Regions from separate parts of the Mus musculus genome. Here regions 1 and 2 are each linked to region 3. The links are chromatin contacts, called in public ChIA-PET and HiChIP or PLAC-seq maps. All regions are on one chromosome and are shown on one strand. The core of a region is the stretch at or near the end of the contact, and the rest is flanking DNA. Distances in the headings are between cores, read along the strand shown. Region 1 overlaps Heg1 (heart development protein with EGF-like domains 1). Region 2 has its middle 25 kb from the start of Muc13. Region 3 overlaps Zfp148 (zinc finger protein 148).

Evidence for each region. ChIA-PET counts read pairs in DNA pulled down with a chosen protein or histone mark. HiChIP or PLAC-seq counts read pairs in DNA pulled down with a chosen protein or histone mark.
Region 1: an H3K27ac HiChIP or PLAC-seq map of regulatory T cells shows a contact between it and region 3, with 6 times the contacts expected there. The contact joins two enhancer-like sites. A contact is called at or near these places in 1 of 15 datasets of contacts at CTCF or cohesin (pro-B cells), 9 of 484 Hi-C or Micro-C datasets (the C2C12 cell line, differentiating embryonic stem cells, embryonic stem cells and 2 more), 13 of 115 datasets of contacts at active chromatin or transcription factors (SST interneurons, cardiomyocytes, embryonic basal ganglia and 10 more) and 3 of 9 other capture datasets (embryonic stem cells, liver and pancreatic islet).
Region 2: an RNA polymerase II ChIA-PET map of memory CD8 T cells shows a contact between it and region 3, with 39 read pairs. The contact joins two enhancer-like sites. A contact is called at or near these places in 5 of 115 datasets of contacts at active chromatin or transcription factors (extraembryonic endoderm stem cells, fibro-adipogenic progenitors, heart atrium and 2 more).

Annotation. Positions count from the first base shown.
Region 1 is chr16:33,738,670-33,741,369 of GRCm38.p6, forward strand. Heg1 (heart development protein with EGF-like domains 1) reads left to right here. Exons shown (of 15, transcript NM_175256.5): 9 at 1-54. Among named protein-coding and RNA genes, the nearest start is that of Muc13, 54 kb to the right of the region's middle. Within about 2 kb of position 1,337, at least 79 of the 459 cell types and tissues checked have an H3K27ac peak or open chromatin away from gene starts, as enhancers often do. A contact at or near this core is called in pancreatic cancer cells and regulatory T cells, where this site is marked.
Region 2 is chr16:33,768,570-33,771,364 of GRCm38.p6, forward strand. It overlaps a transcript of Heg1 not described here. Among named protein-coding and RNA genes, the nearest start is that of Muc13, 25 kb to the right of the region's middle. Within about 2 kb of position 1,367, at least 105 of the 459 cell types and tissues checked have an H3K27ac peak or open chromatin away from gene starts, as enhancers often do. A contact at or near this core is called in memory CD8 T cells, where this site is marked.
Region 3 is chr16:33,402,771-33,405,470 of GRCm38.p6, forward strand. The region is part of intron 1 of Zfp148 (zinc finger protein 148); the gene reads left to right. Among named protein-coding and RNA genes, the nearest start is that of Zfp148, 23 kb to the left of the region's middle. Within about 2 kb of position 1,386, at least 21 of the 459 cell types and tissues checked have an H3K27ac peak or open chromatin away from gene starts, as enhancers often do. A contact at or near this core is called in memory CD8 T cells, pancreatic cancer cells and regulatory T cells, where this site is marked.

The DNA of each region.
Region 1 (2,700 bases), core at 87-2,586, 340 kb after region 3:
GGTCCTCTGCTGAAGTCTGCCAGCTCTTGGGGTCTCAGAGGCGGGTCTTTCGAGGTAAGATGGGAGTCCTCTAGGGGGGGAAACCTGCTCTTGCAGGTAGGCATAGACTTAGAGATGGGAGGTTTGGGGACTCAGGCCCAGAAAAGCTCCTTCACAGAGCTTGTCTTTAGAAGTTATAAGCACAAGCCTTCATGACACTCAGTGCACACATCTGTCTACACATGGCCTTTTACAGCATCAGCTCCTTGGTATCTGGCTCCTTCTTTTCTTCTATACAGTGCCAGGGTGAGAGGAAGATATTACAGGAGCTGAAGGAACCAAAAGCTGTTACTCCCGCTTCCTGGGGAGACAGAAAGTGACATATAGAGTCTGTCAAGTTGCCAATGATCCAACAATCTTTATATGGTGATGACTAAGAAAAAACAAAGAGCTATGCTCATGCAGTATTACCTATCTTTTGTTTGTTTTCTATCATAAAACCATAGAATGACTAAGAGGGAGCATGGCAGGATGCTCCCAGGAGTGCCGTAATGACAGGACTCTCCCTTCCTTTGTTCTTGTTTGGTCGGAGGCTCTTGCCCTGTGTTGGGGTAAGGCCAATGAGAAAGGTGACTCAGGACAAGTCTGGAAGACAGACTTGCGTCTTTCAGGGATAGTTTTATAGCTGGGAGAAGAACACTTTGCTGGAATGAGAACCGCCCCTAGACACAGTGGGCTAGTCCCTCTTGGTGATCAAAGTGTACTCTGGTTAGCTCATTGGACCAGTGGTTGAGGTCTGGCAAAGGAAGGAGAGCTTAGGCTAAGTCTCCCCCATCTGGCATCCAGATGTTAGACATAAATTGAAGGTATCAGGTTTTGGTGCCATATCCGCTGGTTAGTCTAGGCCATTCCCAGTGGGTCAGGATGTTGTAACTGCTGGTCCAGAGCTTTCCTCGAGTGAACAGTTGCACTGCAGAGCTTGGGAGCTGATGCTTTCACCCTGAGATAGGCTCTGGGGGGCTGGCTACTTAGTAACTGGGGGGAAATGAGCTGAACATAACAGAGTTGGAGTGTTTTTGTTCAAAGTTCATGCCCTGTTCTAGGGTGCTGGATACTTTGAGGCTCTCTGGTTGTATGGTTTTGTTTCTCATGCCCAGGGCTCCAGGGTACTATTTTTCCTCCCAGTGAGGTAGGCACCCTTCAGTTTGCTAACCATTTCTAGACTGCATTTGGCGTGGTCAGCATTGGACCAAGGTACTTTTCTGTTGCCAGCTTGTGCATCTGTGCTTTGCAGATCAAGTTGGCAAGATTGTGTGGATGCGCAAGAGCCTGCCCTAGCAGGAGTGCTCGCTCACCCAGCTGCTTTGCTTGGACTGCCCCCATGTGGCCTATAGAAAGACTCTTGTCCCCATGAGGAGGCCATCCTCACTGTGTTCCCTTCCAGTCCCTTGAGCATAAAGACAGCCATGCCTAGTAGCCAAAATTGGACTCACATCTGTTTTTCCTCCAGATCTTCTCTAGGTTTTGCCAAAGGATCCAGCTCTGGCTCTTGGTAATTTTTCTGGAGCTAGAGAGGAGGCTAGACCAGCAGGTGCTGCACACCTTTGGGTTTCTAGCATCCGGGCAGCACTAGGATGCTCTGGACATTGCCGCTGGCGAGAAGGGCTTTGTCCCCTCAGTTCAGAGAATGTCCATCTCCCTCCTTTCAAAGCCCTTTAGTCCTCATGGTCTCCTGGGATTTAGAGACTTTGGAAATCCCCCCTCATGGCCTCAGCCTTGGCTTACTGAGTACTCATTGTCTATCTTGACGGATGTTATGCCCAGGAAAGACCATGGGAACGGTGAATGCAGAAGACTCACATCACCAAGGATCGATTTAAGTGAGATTCTGCATGGTCCTTTTGGGTGGCTTTATGAGACACGTTCATTGAGAAAGCCACTCCTCATTGGAGGGGCGGGGCCTGCCCTCCCTGTTCAAGCAGAAATCTGGCAGCAGGCAGGAACTGGTTGCTTTTGGCAATGAATATTCGTTAGCAGCCTAGATCAGTGGGCAGGATGGAAGGAGAACTTAACATTGACTTCCAGAAAATACCCAATCAGAGTGGGATTTCCCAGCCTAGGATGGCCTGGATACTCCTTATACTTGGAGGTGTTTTTCTCTGCTAAGTCTCATTGACTGGCAAAGCCTTCAGAGAAGTCAGATGTGAGGTGCCGGAAGCTGAGTTCCTCCCTGGTGCCAGCTTTGCAAAGTTTGCCTGGTGAGATTTTTCCGTTTAAACATTTCCCCTTAAATACAAACTTTTTTTTAAAAACAATAAACAAAGGAGCCCAGATTTAACATGTCAGCTTCCACTGATAAAGGCAGGAAATTCAATTCAGCACTGGGAAATGAAGCTGTGCCCTAATTCACCCGGCTAGACAGTCAGTCTCAGTTCTCGGGACCCTCAAGAGGGATGGATGCTGGGAATTCCACACGGGGCCCATCAAGCCCTGGTGTCAGCTCCCATCACCAGAATTTGCCCAGGCAAGGGTTAATTTTGCAGAATTAACAGGCACCTTCTGAAGAGCCTGGGGCCTTTTCTTTGACAATGCCTACAAAATTAGCACCCAATTTTCATTGTACAATGCTCAGACTCTTCCCATCCCCCTGCCACTCTCCTCCTGGGTTCAACTTGCTTTTGACCCCCCAACAGCAGAAGCACACATCTGCCATGTGAGGAT
Region 2 (2,795 bases), core at 117-2,616, 370 kb after region 3:
GGCTGTTCCCAGACACTTCTAATGTCTTCAGCTGGCAGCACAGCTGGTGAACACCTGTGTAGGGGGCAAACTCCCAGGTGGTGAACACCTGTGAAGGGGGCAGACTCCCAGCTGGTGAGTCAAGAGTACAGGGCCAGGAGCCTCAAGCCCCACAGAATGAAGTACTCTGTTCCTGGGAAGAATTCCAACATCCAGAAAAGTGTCCTGTGAGTTCCAAAATTGCTTGTTGACTCACAAGTTTGGCCCAAATAGAACGGAGTGAAAGTTTTCATTTTGTTCTTTTATTACTGTGAAAAACACCAGGAGAGCCCCCAAACAAGGGTGCATTCACAGTGGGTCTACCATTTGTAGGTAGGGGAGAAGCTTTCGGTAGAAAGGCCTCTGCCCACCATTGGGATGAAGGGGGTGTGGGTGCTCTCCTACTTGGGGTTACATCCAGAAGGAGCCCCAAGAGGACACCAGCAACCCATGAGCAGAACAGACAGGCTGAGCCCATGCCTGGACACGCAGAGTCTTTGCTAGACAGAAGTGCTCAGAATGGATAATTTGTGTGCATAAAAGTGTCACAGTCCTGAATTGGGCTCCCATGACAAGGGAAGTAGGCAGAAGGGAAAAGCCACACTGCCTAGGAGATAATGAAATGGAGAAGATCCAGGCCAGGTAGAACTTGTTTATCCTGGGGGCATCAGGAACAGGGTTAAAAAGGAGGGTCTTCCTAGTTCCAGCCTGAGCTCTCTAAAACTCCAAGGTTTTTTGGTTTTGTTGTTTTTTTTTTTTTTGTTGTTTGTTTTCTTTTTTTCACTTCATGAGCCAGCTCATGACTACTGGGGCCTATTTCTTAGGAGGAGAAATAGCATCATGTGTTCCCACCATGGGCCTGGCTCTATGCATGTAAGGTAGGTATCTGGCCTTACAGCATGTGGGTTAGCCAGTGCTGAGCACTCAGAGGAGAAGCATGGGAATGTAGTTTCTGTGGCAAACTGCCTGCTTAGCATGTATAACGCCCTGGGGTTTAGCCTCGGAACCACATAAGCAGGGCAGAGTGGTACACTCTTAGAACCCCAGCCCTCAGAAGGTTGAGGCAGGAGGATCAGGAGTTCAAGGCCTTCCTGAAGAACAGGACACCCTGTCTTAAAAAAAGGGAAATACTGGCAGGTTTGTGGTTGGCAAGAGGCATATTGGTACGTGGCTTGGGCCCTCAGAAGTGAAAGGGGGTGGTCTAGGTGGGTTTTTGACATGAACAGCCAGGCTGAGGCAACCCTGTGAGGGCTGCCTGCCTTATTCTCAGACTCCCACGTAGTAGAAGTGTGAACCTATGTGGGCTGGGGGTGGAGTTGAGTGTCTGAGGTGCTGAGTGATCTTCTTAACTGGGGAGGTTGCTTCTAGAAGCGTCTTAAGTCATGTTGAACCAGAACTACTGTACGGTTAGAGCAGTCAAGCTGCCTGGTGGTATTTGAGGTCAAAGACTGAGCTGACTATTAGACTATTGTGGTCTAAAAGAGGAAGTCGTAAAAGACAGCCCGTAGAGGAGAGCAGTGTTGTTGGAAAGAGACTGGAGGAAAGTCTACCAAGATGCTGTCTATTCAGGTGTGAAGTTCCAGAGTGGGCACGGTAGCATCACCCCGGTGTGTGGCCTTTGGGTGCCTCCTTAAGCCACTTTGCCTAGTAGTGACCTGTATGGGTCTCTATAACTATGGGGCTTTGCCCAAAGCAGTAAAGCTGTACAGCCAAGTTGCTCTTGGCTTAGTGTTTCATAACACACTCAAAACTAGGGGCTTTACCCATATTTCTAAATTTATGTTCATTTTTCTTTTGAGACCAAAGCAATTCTTTGGGTAGAAGGACAATACAAGGTTTTGCATTTTGATATTTTATTTAAAACAGTCCATTACAGCAGATAGAAATGTTTATTTCCCTGAAAGCTCTTTTTCTTCTTCTGCTTCTATGGGAGGGTAGAGTCAGGAGTGGACCCCAGGGCCTTGCGCATACCAGACAAGTGCCGCCCTGTGGATCTGCACACCCCCAGCCCTCTCATATCTTCTTGACAGTATCAGTTCAAGGTTCTAGTCTTGTTCCAGCATGTTTGGTTACGGAAATGGTTCTGTAGCTTGCCTTTGGGAATATGTGTTCTTTTCTTTTCTTTTCTTTTCTTTTTTTCTTTTCTCTTCTTTTCTTTTCCTTTCTCAAATCCCCAAAGAAGAAAACACAATAGGAACATTGAAGTTAAAATAATCACTTTAAACTCTTTTTAAAATAACAGGTTAAGATAATAGGAACATTAAAGTATTGAATGTCAATCAATTCATTGTACTTTGGTGTCTCCACAAGGTCACACCCCTTTATGTCTGTTGCAAACTTTAGCCTGCACAGTAGCCTGTGAAACCAAAGGGGGACCATTTAGGTCTGAAAGGAGGCAGGTCCTGGCCTGCCTCTGTCACATGGGCATCTTCAAAGAAAACATTTTTCCAGTGGGGCTGCCTGGTAGATTCTGCTATATAATTTTAAATGATGGGCTCAATATCCTTGTTCTGAATTGTTGAGGAATGTGTGTTCCTCAACAGGGTAAAAAATAGTGATGGGGCGGAGCCAGTTTGTCAGGGGAACTGAACCGACTCCCTTAACTCTGGGCATTACCTAGGCCTGCTCTACAGAGAAAAGGACAGTTTGCCATGAGTTGCTGTGATGCATGTGTGTTGCTGGTGTTACAGGTAAACGGGGATGAGGCTGCAGTACAAACTCCGTTCTGTTTGTCCTGGATCTTGTTCTGTATACCTTTAATGCTGACACCCAGGTTG
Region 3 (2,700 bases), core at 136-2,635:
CCAAACCAAACCAAACCAAACCAAACCAAACACACTTACACGCACGCACAGAGAGTAAAAGGGCAAAATACAAGTTATTAGCTAAGCCTGCTGAAAATCATTTTGTATTTCTTTATTTTTAAAGTTTAATTATTGTGTAAATGTACATGATGTGTGTGTGGGGTCTGAGGACAGCTTTGTGGAGTCAGTCCTCTCCTGCCTGGTTAGAAGGGGTTGAGTTTAGGCTGTTGGGGTTTACAGGAAATGCCTTTACCCACTGAGCCCAGAAATCATTCTATAGAATCACGTTGATTTTTCAGAATTGAAATGCATGTTAGCAAAGAAAAACAAGAGAAACTCTTGTTAATACTTTGGTTTATAGATGAAATGGCTTTCTTACATTTTTATTAATGTTGTAGACAAATTTAAATAGAGGAAAGAAAGCAAAGTCTTAGAAACTCTACAATTAGCAGTTGTTGGCCATTCTTGTTTCATCTAGACTTCCACCTATTCTGTTTCCTGCCTCTTCCTTATGTATTTCTTTAAGATTTTCTTTACTTGTGTGCATATGTGCATCTTGGGAGTATGTGCACATGCTTGTGTGTGAGCAGAGGCTGGAAGACTGTGTCAGACCCTTTAGAGCTGGAGTTGGCAGGCATTTGTGTTATTACATAGATGCTGGGATCTGAACTCCAGCTCTCGTGGGCTTTGTAGCAAACACTTAACTGCTGACTCATCTCCTACCTTTCCTCTCAGTATTTTGTTTATTTACTTGAAAGAGAAGAGGGTAGAGGGAGAGAATGTATGTGTGTGTATATCTGTCTGTCTATGTCCATGCGTGCATGCACCCATTGCCCTGGCTTACCTGTTGAGGTCAAATGACAGCTTGTAGGAGTTCAATCTTGCCCTCTACCTACCATGTGGGTTCCGAGGAGCAAAGTCTCAGGCCCCTAGGGTTGGCAGCAAGTGCATTTTACTTGCCAAACCTGCTGGCCCCACAACTCTTGCTATTTTTAGGATAACTTTATTTTGAAAAAATTATAGGAAGTGGCTATGCAACAGGGTGTGGTGGTTCACACCTGTAATTCCAGCCGGCAGGAAAACAAACATATTTCTCTGACTTTGAGGGCAGCCTCGTTTATATAGTAATATCCAGGCCAGGTAGGGCTACAAAATCAGACTCTGTCTCAAAAATAAAACAAAACCAGAAAGACTGCTGTGCTTCCTTCATGATGTAAGTTACCAAACCCAGAAATCGACAGTGGGACTTTCCCCTTAATAAGAATACTAAGTTTGTAGTTTTATTTGTTTGTTTAAAATTTTTTTAGACCTACACTGCTTGTGTATGTATAATTTTGTGCCGTTTTTTCTCATGTAGAAAGGTATGTAGTCACTACATTGAAGATATAAAACTTGAGTCACAACAAAGGCCACCCCTCTTGCCACACCCTAAGATTGTCCCTTCACAATGTGGCTCCCTGACTCCTGGCATCCTGCCCCCCTAGCTCTGTGGGTTCCATTTCCTTGGTATGTAGTGTAAGTTAAAGAAAGACACTTGGTGTAACCTTTCCCCAGTGAGAGCTTGTTTGTGGTGTATGTGTGTGTGTGTCCGTGCTGAGGCCAGAGGGAGGACTAGCATTCTTGTTGCTCTTTGTCCCATTTCAGTGAGACAGGGTCTCCTGCTGAACCTGCAGCAAGGCTAGCGGCCTGCAGTCCTTTCTTCACCCCTCACAGGGCCCGGATTACAGAACACCTGGCTTTTTATGTGAACTCTGGAGATTTGAACTCAGGTCTTTGTGTTTACAGAGCCAGTGCCCTTATCTACTGAGCCATCCCTGAGCCCTGAGGGATGTTTAGTGTTTTCCATTGTAAACCAAGGGCTAGTGCAAATTTGTACAGGCAATATGAGGATTTTCTTAAAAAAAGATTTATTTATTATATGTAAGTACACTGTAGCTGTCTTCAAACACATCAGAAGAGGGAGTCAGATCTCGTTAAGGATGGTTGTGAGCCACCATGTGGTTGCTGGGATTTGAATTCAGGACCTTTGGAAGAGCAGTCAGTGCTCTTAACCGCTGAGCCATCTCCCCAGCCCCCAAAATATGAGGATTTTATGTAAATAAAAGCTCCCCCCTTTTCTGAAATAGGTGTTCAATGGCAAAATTGCTGAGTTGTGTGCTAAGTGTGTATTTAGTTACTTGCTGTGATGGCTAATGGTTTTAATCATCTTTTTATGTTTTTATTCTCTTCAGATTTTTTGTGTGTGTGTGTGTGAAATGCTTGATATCTTTTGTTGCATCAGGATAATTTGCTTATTTGCTATTGAGTTTTGAGAATTCTTTATAGAATAGTTTCTACTTAAGACCTTTTGTTTGTTTTGTTTTTGTTTTTGGAGACTGGGTTTCTCTATGTAGCCCTGGAACTTATAGACCAAGCTGACCTTGAACTCTTAGAGACTCACCTGAACGCCTGGCTTAAAGGTGCAAGTCACCACCTGTCTATTTAAGACTTTTGTTAGATGAGCTTTACGGATACTTTCTTTAAGTCTATAAGCAGAGTAGACTGCTTTTAAAAATGATCTTAGAAATGTCATCTTGACAAGGTCTTTAATTTGGGTATCAGATCTGATTTATTTTCATTCATGGAGGGTAGCACACCTCTGGTGCCAAGGTCTGTAGTCCTTTGCTTCAGTTCTCAAGAAGTTCTTTGTATCATATTTAA